Linked DNA regions of Mus musculus: regions 1 and 2 are each linked to region 3. The links are chromatin contacts, called in public HiChIP or PLAC-seq and promoter capture Hi-C maps. All regions are on one chromosome and are shown on one strand. Each heading gives the region's core, a stretch centred on a gene start, on an enhancer-like site or on the middle of the called end of the contact. The rest is flanking DNA. Distances are from core to core; before and after follow the strand shown.

Region 1 (2,700 bases), core at 98-2,597, 170 kb after region 3:
GCAGGTGTTACTGGGGACGGGATGGGGGCAGAGCAGCTCTTGGTCTCAAACAAATAAAAAAATCAAAGTGCTGCCAAAGAAGAGTTGAAAACCACCGAGAAGGTGGGTAGGCTTCTTGTCCTCTGTCTTGCCACACTGGGTCCCATGTCTACAAGCCCCCATATGCCAAGCCATGTGGGGCCATCATATTCTTAGAAAGACCAAGAAAGACCACTGGAGACTGGGCAGGTCAGACTGGGTGCAGACTGCATCTCTCCAGGGCTATCCTTAGCTGTCTCCTTTACCCTTCAACTCAGGAGCCCCATGGCAGACAATGGCTGTCTCTACGGTGTCTCACTGGCATCCCAGAGTTGGAAAGGGTGGAAGAAAGATGCCCCCTCCAGGAGGGGAGAAGTTGGGTAACTGAGTCACAGGGTATCACCTTCCTGAAGAATTTTTAGCTGGGGTGGGCCTCCCAAAGGTCCAAAGGCTACAGTAGGAAACACCAGCCCGGGGCTGGGCAAAGGCTGCTATTTTACTGCTTGTTCAATTTCCGGCCTGGCCTGGGTCCAAGCACACTTGTGTTACAAGGGCATATCACGGTACCTGGGTATCTTTTCTGTGTCTCTTCCTCTAAGTCAGTTCACTGGGGACTTTTGTATCACAGTCCATAAACTGGATGTGAGGGAGGAGAGCTAATTAGCTCCTCAGGGTATCCCCAGATGGCTGCAACTTTTGCCATGGCCCTGGGGAAGCCAGCTCCCCTGACTGTAGGCATGAAGGTACCAGTGTTGTGTGAGGGAACTGGAAAAATCAAATCCAGATGTGGCTGGCCTTGGAGGGGCTGTTGCCTTGCAACAGGGAGGCACTCAGGAGGCTCTCCTCTTCTTCACTGTGTCCTCACTAGAGAACAGCATATCTCTAGGAACCATGCGCACAGATGGCTGCTCATCAGACAGTCTGGGTGAGTCTCTCAAACAGCACTGAGTCACTGCTGATGGGAGCTCCCTTAGGAGGGTGTAGCTGGGCTAGCCCCAAGCCGCTAACTGCTTCCTGCAGTGCCTAAAGGTGACAGGCACACAGGGCATCTCAAGGAGGCGAGCCCCATATGACACTAGCTCAGATAAGCAGGTTTGGAGACATTTTGCAATGGGACAAGCAATGATGGGCTTAGAGCCAAGGCTATGGCTTCCAAAGGGCAAGTATACATCCATTCTGGAAGGCCGAACAGCACATTCCAAGGTCTAAAGACCAGGGGAGGAGCCTGAGGCCCTTTGGAAAAATGAGGCTCTTCAAGGGCCTCTTCCAGGGACATAACTTGCGTCATATTGGGCTCTGTATAGATCCCTGTCCCAAACAACCTGCTGTGACAGCTTGAAGGCAGCTGCAGCAGGCCTGGAAACCGGCTGTTGGGGGAAAGCAGGGTAGCAGCCGTTCACAACGGGAAACAGCCTCTCTTCTTATGTCTTTATTCCCTTTGGAAAATTCAGTTACTTTCATAAAAATCTATTTTTCTCTTATGCAAATTTATTATAAAAAATTTAAAGTTACACACACACACACACAACCCCACCCAGCTTTGTTGAGATATAATCCACACAATTTATTCATCCATAGGACACACTCTGGGGCTGAGGTATATAGCTCAGGGCAGAGTAGCCAAGGAATCCAGGGCCCTCCTCTGGCCTCCCTAATACTCTGCATCTGTGAGGCGTTGGGTTCAACCCTCAGCACACACACACACACAAACCAAAACCAAAACAACAACAACAAAGCCAATCCTAAAGTGAAGCTTTGTACAACCACCATGATACATTTTAGAAGATTTTCATTACCAAGAAACTTTGTGACCATGACCCCAATCCCATGTCTCCCCTCTCAGGCACTGGGCAATCACACCTGCTTCCTGTCTCTCTGTATTCTGAACTTCCTTCTCCTTTGTTATCTACTGTAATTATAGATCTTTCCACAATGTTGCCTTCTCCCTATTGTTACTAATTTTAAGTTAATATAGGTAAGCCCTTTAGAGACCCTCCTCCTTAAAAAAAGAAAGGAAGAAAAGATTTACTTAGCCAGGCATGGTGGCTCACACCTTTTATCCTGGCACCCAGTCTACTGAGTGAGGTCCAGGACAGCCAGGGATACAGAAACAAAAATCAAAACACACCCTGCCCCCAACATTTACTTATTTTTATTTTATGTGAATGAGTGCTTGCTTCAATGCACGTGCCCTGTGTGTGTGCCTGGTACCAGGGAAGTCAGAAGAGGGCACTGCATTCCCAGGAACTGGAGTTACAGATGGTTGTGAACTGCCATGTGCATGATGGGAACAGAACCTAGGTCCTCTGCAAGAGCAACAAGTGCTCTTATCCACAGAGCCACCTCTCTGGCCCCTTAAGTCCCTTTGTTTTAATTTCTAATACTATAACTAGCATTAGATAGGATCTCCACAAGGGAAACCTCTTTGCAGCCCTCAATAAATCTGAGGGCTACCCAAACCATTCAGGAACTGATGCAACAGAAAAATGTGTTATTCCGGGAGGAAGAGACTAAGAGGAAGGAAGTAGGGAGTCCCAGGAAATTCTGTGGCTCTGAACCCTGAAAAACTTCTCTGGACATACAGCTAGCTTTGCCTATTACTACTGCGCCCAACCCTCCAATGAAGTGCCCGGTCTATGTGGGCACAGATTATGTGGTGGTACTGGGGGTTCAAGGGAAATT
Region 2 (2,700 bases), core at 119-2,618, 200 kb after region 3:
ATGAGAGTGGGATTTGTGGACTGGAAGAGACTATAGCAGTATATGCAGGCAGGTTATATAAAATGTTCAGAGCGACACAGTTCTACTGGTGGTATGGGATGAATAGCCAGTTCTCCTTCTCCCTAGGTGGCCTGGGAACGTCAGTGTAAAGCTGATATATAACCGGAAGCCTGAAACATAACAATATTCTCACTACATTTTGCTGGCTGAGGAGGGACAGGTTTCATCAGTGTCTGGTTCAAGCACTTCCTGGTATACTCCATCTCCACACTTGATTCTTTGGTGATTGAGGAGGCCCCAGCCAGCCAGCAGAGAGCACGGGGCCTGGAAAGGTATTTGGACAGTGTCCTGGACTTTCACTGAATGATAGACACCACCAGTTATTCTATTTTGTTAAACTAACTAGCAAGTGAAAGAAAGGAATCAAGGTTGGTGTTCTCGGGCCTGTTTGTAGAGAGTTACACACATGGGGTTGTGAAAAATCAGCTGTGGGGCTGGAGAGAAGGCTCAACAGTTTAGAGCTTGGTTCTCTTGCAGAGCTCCCCGTTTGGTTCCCAGCACCCATCTGTAACTCCAGTGCCTGGGGAACTAGATGCCCTCCTCTGCAGGCACTATACATGATACACATACAGATACATAATTAAAAACAAAAATCTTTTTAAACTTGCTTATTCGGGTCCAGATTGCGCTGCTCAGCTGGAATACTTAGACTTTACATGAGAATCCTCATCGCTCGGAAACTCCAGCAGCTATGTTCTTTCTTCCCAGTTGTGTTTCAAATGAATCCTTATTGATTGATCACACATCGCAATCAAGTTATTTTCCAATAACCACCTTTACTGAGTTTCTAGAGCCTTGTATGTTCTTATGAATATAGAATCTAATACTTCAATCTGTAGCAGTCTGCAAATCTAGAGTTCATGGGGACGACAAGCTAAGCCCAGACACTCAGCTCAGAGCTTTCCGTGGAGTGCAAAGGAATCCCCCATCCACAACAGCCAGGAAAGCTGTTTAGCAAAGTAACACCCTGCTGGCAGGTGTTTAGGAGATAAAGCAAACTATTGGCATCCCAAGGCTTGCCTGGCTGTTACTACTTCCTGTTTTTAACAGACACAAAGGAATCATTACAGTCCATTTCCTGGAAATAACATCCTTCCTAAGAGCCTGTTTCATCACCCTCGGAAAGAACAAGAATTGCTTAGATGTTCAAAAATATTGTCTTACATTACGCAAATAATAATAATAAAAATCTTGTTTCTGCATAGAAATTTCAGGGGACATGTAACAGCCCAGAAAGACTATTCTTTACAGACAAGCCAGCGTGGTAAAACAAAACAAAATAAGCAACAAAAGAGTCTTAGTTCCAGTCACAAAGGAAGAGAACAATTAGAAGCCTTAGCGAGGAGTAGTACACATCACTTCAGGTCACTTCTGTAATTGTCACATGGTCCCACTAAATTGCAAAGGACGCTAGAGTGTTTCTTTTCGAGTTGTCCTGGCTTTGCCAAGCAGTGAGTGCGGCATCTCTGGAGATTATTCTCCTAGTCTGGTAACAGCTCAGCTGAGAACTTGAGGACACGTCATGCGGTTCTCTCTGGGTCTTCAAGCCAGCGCCTCTGCTACTCTGTCAGTAATTTTGTGAGCAAAACGGAACAGCAATCCTCGGAGCTTTGCAAGTGATAAAGAGGTTGAAGGTGCTATTTCATTACATTCAATATCCAGCTGACAGGCTGTTTCTTTCTTTTTTTTTTTTTAAAGATTTATTATTATATCTAAGTACACTGTAGCTGTCTTCAGACACACCAAAAGAGGGTGTCAGATCTTATTAAGGATGGTTGTGAGCCACCATGTGGTTGCTGGGATTTGAACTCATAACCTTTGGAAGAGCAGTCAGTGCTTTTACCCGCTGAGCCATCTCTCCAGCCCCTGACTGTTTCTTTCTTATGTAGAACAATTGTTCTTACTTGAGGGTGACTTTTGTGCCCAAGGTTTCTGTATTAAGGTTCTCTAGAGTTACAGAACTTATTGAATGAATCTATCTATCTATCTATCTATCTATCTATCTATCTATCTATCTATCTATCTATCTGGAATTAATTGGAACAACTTAAAGGCTGCAGACCAACTAACCCAACAATGGCCAGCTGTGAGTGGGAAGTCCAAGAATGTAGTAGTAGTTCGGTCCTACAAGGCTTGGTGTTTCAGCTGGTCTTCTGTCTAAGCTGGAACCCTGAAGAATTAGGCTCCAATAGACGTGCTGGCAATAAGTGCAAGCAGGTGAAGAAGGAACGCTCCCATCTTCTGTTGTCCTCCAGATCTGGATTAAAGATGTGTGTCCATCCAGATTAAGATCTTGTGTTGTCTTCCTGCTTCAAGATCCAGATCAAAAGTGTGCCCTCTGTGGATTGTAGTTCATTCCAGATATAGTCAGGTTGACAACCAAGAATAGCCAACATGGTTTGCACACTATTTTCAAACTAAACAGCAAGTGATAAAAAGTCATAAACCTGGAGTTTTCAGGCCTGTTTGTCAGAACAATTCACATGAGGTTGTAAAACTCCAGCTGTGGGACTGGAGAGATGGTTCAGTTGTTAGAGCCCCAGGTGTGGTCGCCAAGATCCCTGGTCTAATTCTGGAATCCACATATGGCTCACAACCTTCTGTAACTCTGGCTACATTTTCCAGTGCTAAGAGATAATA
Region 3 (2,700 bases), core at 72-2,571:
CGGGGCTGCAGGCGCCGAGCCTACTCACCGGGAGCTGGCGGAGTGAGAGCCGGCGCGCCCCACGGCCGGACGACCGGGGCGCGGCCCCGGCGCGCGGCCCTCCGCCCGGCCCTCGCTCGGCAGCGCGGCGAGCTGGGCGCTCACTCCAGCCGCCGCCGCCGCAGCTTCGCCACCTTAGCCGCCATCTTGCCTCAACCCCACTCCCTCCCCCTCAGGCCGGGCGGCCGCGCTGAGGCGGCTCAGACTTGGGCTCCTCCTCCTTCCGGAGGGTTGGGGAGACGACTCCCTCCCCGGGAGAACGGAGTGCGGCTCTTACCTCGGCCTCGCTTCCTGGGTCGCGGACGCCGCGCCGGTTCTTTTCAAGTTGTCCCTCGCACTCATGCCCGCCCCGGCAGCGCTGCCTCCGGCCCGACCCGCCGCCGCCGTGGCAGCCATCGCGTCCTCGGCCTGGAGCGTCCCCGCGAGCCTGCCACTCCCGCGCGCCCGGGGCCTTCCCCTCAGGCGTGGGAAAGGACCGGGAGCCCGGCGCGAGGTTAGCCTTGCGACCCCTGCGCGCCGCCAAAGCGGCTACCCCGTCCCCTCGCCGCCAAAGAGAAACCTCAGCCCACGTGGCTGGGACGCACGTTAATTTCACACCGAGTGTTCCTCGGCATGGCGGGCGAGGCCTCCTCCACGGCGTGGCTCCTTAATCTCTGCCTCTTAAGAAAACTTAAGGGGCCTGCCGACCTCACCCTTCGAGTGAAATGACATTTCCTCTTAGCCGCTTACTTTTTCCTCTTGCAAAGCCGCCATCTGAGAAAGAACAAACGGTGACCCGCTTCGGAAAAACTTTTATTCCGGATAACGGGCTGTTTTATACAAAGTTTGAAGTCATAAAACGAGTTGAAAGGAGAATGCTGACGTTTGTTTTAGAATGCTTCCCTTTTGGCCGGCGTGCTGACACGCCTGAAATCCCAGCTCAGGAGGCAAAGGAATGGGAATCATTGCAAACTCGCATGGTCTGCATATAGTGAGTTTAGGGGAACACGCAGAGAGAGACGCGATCTCAAAATAACTCTAAAAATGCTTCCTTCCTTTTAAGCACACTGAACGGTAAGAAAGACACTTAAGACCGCAAAGTGCGGCTGAGCTCTGAAACTGGAGCAGATAGAGGATTCCGCCACCGAGGAGACGGGGCAGTATGGGTGGAAGTTTCCACGCTAGACCACGAATCTTGGTCTCCAGCCGCCGCCGCACTCTGACCCACGGAACGCAGTTTCAGCCGGTTCCGTTTTCCCGCAGGGAACCCGAGTCCACCCGCAGCCTGCCTTCCTGCGCAGGCGCAGTGCCACTTACCCGGCATGGAATTGGTGGGTTTCTTGTGTGTGGCCGTGGCTGTCCTGACTTGGGGCTTCCTCCGGGTTTGGAACTCAGCGGAACGAATGAGGTCTCCGGAGCAGGCGGGCCTGCCGGGAGCCGGAAGCCGGGCCCTTGTAGTGATCGCGCACCCGGACGATGAAGCCATGTTCTTTGCTCCCACCATGCTAGGCTTGGCACGCCTGGAGCAGCAGGTGTCCCTGCTCTGCTTCTCCTCAGGTAGGAGACTGTAGGAGGGTCGCTGGGTTAGGGAACTAACCGATCTTAGTTAACTTCTTCCGGAAAGGTTTTCTGTCGTAGGTAGCTACTTTCTCTGTGCTGGTCAGTCTGGGGACAGAAACAGCCGACTTCCCAGATAGGTTAGGGAACCCCGAGCGAATTCCATCCTAGCCAAATCGAGGAGCAGAAAAGTGGTTGTTCATCATTGGTTCCGTTCAGTACCTTCATGTTCCTTTGGGAACTGCGACTGTACTGGATGTTTTGGGTTTTTTATAAAGACAGTCTCACTGTAATCTAGCATCCCAGGCGTGAGCCGCTGTGCCTGACCTGTTATCCTGAGGAACCGTCTATTTGCAAAAGGATCAAATAAAATCATGCACCAGACAATTTGAGCTGTATGGTGTCTGCTCAGCCCACCAACTTTCTTTCCTAATAATAGCAAAAGACCTTCCTGCTGCTTTGAAACCCATTTTCTGCTACAAAGATTCATGTGTCAAATTGGGAGATTTTTTGTTTAACTTCAGACAAATAGAAATACATTTATAGATAATTTTAGAGTTCATCTGTACCCAGCTATTATTAAAAGAATTCTTCAAAAATGAGACTTGAATAATGATACAGACAAAAACAAACGAGAAAACCAGGATACCCTAAATATGGTGATGACTGGACAATGTGAAGTGTATACATACAGTGGGTGAATTTTATAGCAAAGTATACCTCAATAAAGCTGATTTTCAAAATTGCTCAGGACCTTTTTTCCCATGTGGTTGTTGTGTTGTTCTCTTTTGGGGGGCCAGGGGTGTTTTTGTTGTTGTTGTTTTGTTTTTTTGTTTTTCTAAACAGGGTTTCTCTGTATAGCCCTGGCTGTCCTAGAACTCACTCTGTAGACCAGGCTGGCCGAGAACTCAGAAATCTCCCTGCCTCTGCCTCACAAGTGCTGGGATTAAAGGCATGCGCCACCACTGCCCAGCTTCTTCGGGTGTTTGGTTGGTTTGGTTTGGTTTGGTTTGGTTTGGTTTGGTTTTTCGAGACAGGGTTTCTCTCTGTGTATAGCCCTGGCTGTCCTGGAACTGGCTTTGTAGACCAGGCTGGCCTCGAACACAGAAATCCGCCTGCCTCTGC

Evidence for each region. Promoter capture Hi-C pulls out the DNA fragments that hold promoters and counts their contacts. HiChIP or PLAC-seq counts read pairs in DNA pulled down with a chosen protein or histone mark.
Region 1: a promoter capture Hi-C map of the HPC-7 cell line shows a contact between it and region 3, with 4 times the contacts expected there. The contact joins the enhancer-like site here to the promoter of Pigl in region 3. A contact is called at or near these places in 8 of 39 promoter capture datasets (3T3-L1-derived adipocytes, the C10 cell line, the HPC-7 cell line and 3 more), 3 of 115 datasets of contacts at active chromatin or transcription factors (the 230-238 cell line, the SCID.adh cell line and neural tube) and 3 of 9 other capture datasets (adipose tissue, liver and pancreatic islet).
Region 2: an H3K4me3 HiChIP or PLAC-seq map of embryonic stem cells shows a contact between it and region 3, with 12 read pairs. The contact joins the enhancer-like site here to the promoter of Pigl in region 3. A contact is called at or near these places in 8 of 39 promoter capture datasets (3T3-L1-derived adipocytes, the C10 cell line, the HPC-7 cell line and 4 more), 6 of 484 Hi-C or Micro-C datasets (the MNK3 cell line, the N1E-115 cell line, embryonic stem cells and 2 more), 7 of 115 datasets of contacts at active chromatin or transcription factors (the SCID.adh cell line, bone marrow-derived macrophages, embryonic forebrain and 3 more) and 4 of 9 other capture datasets (adipose tissue, embryonic stem cells, liver and 1 more).

Annotation. Positions count from the first base shown.
Region 1 is chr11:62,623,879-62,626,578 of GRCm38.p6, forward strand. All of the region lies in intron 1 of Lrrc75a (leucine rich repeat containing 75A), which reads right to left. Among named protein-coding and RNA genes, the nearest start is that of Lrrc75aos1, 9.5 kb to the right of the region's middle. Within about 2 kb of position 1,348, at least 140 of the 459 cell types and tissues checked have an H3K27ac peak or open chromatin away from gene starts, as enhancers often do. A contact at or near this core is called in 3T3-L1-derived adipocytes and the HPC-7 cell line, where this site is marked.
Region 2 is chr11:62,660,038-62,662,737 of GRCm38.p6, forward strand. The region is part of intron 1 of Mmgt2 (membrane magnesium transporter 2); the gene reads left to right. Among named protein-coding and RNA genes, the nearest start is that of Mmgt2, 13 kb to the left of the region's middle. Within about 2 kb of position 1,369, at least 9 of the 459 cell types and tissues checked have an H3K27ac peak or open chromatin away from gene starts, as enhancers often do. A contact at or near this core is called in the HPC-7 cell line and embryonic stem cells, where this site is marked.
Region 3 is chr11:62,457,120-62,459,819 of GRCm38.p6, forward strand. It overlaps Pigl (phosphatidylinositol glycan anchor biosynthesis, class L), which reads left to right and starts at 1,322. Exons shown (of 7, transcript NM_001039536.4): 1 at 1,322-1,575. The coding sequence starts at 1,341. It also overlaps a transcript of Ncor1 not described here.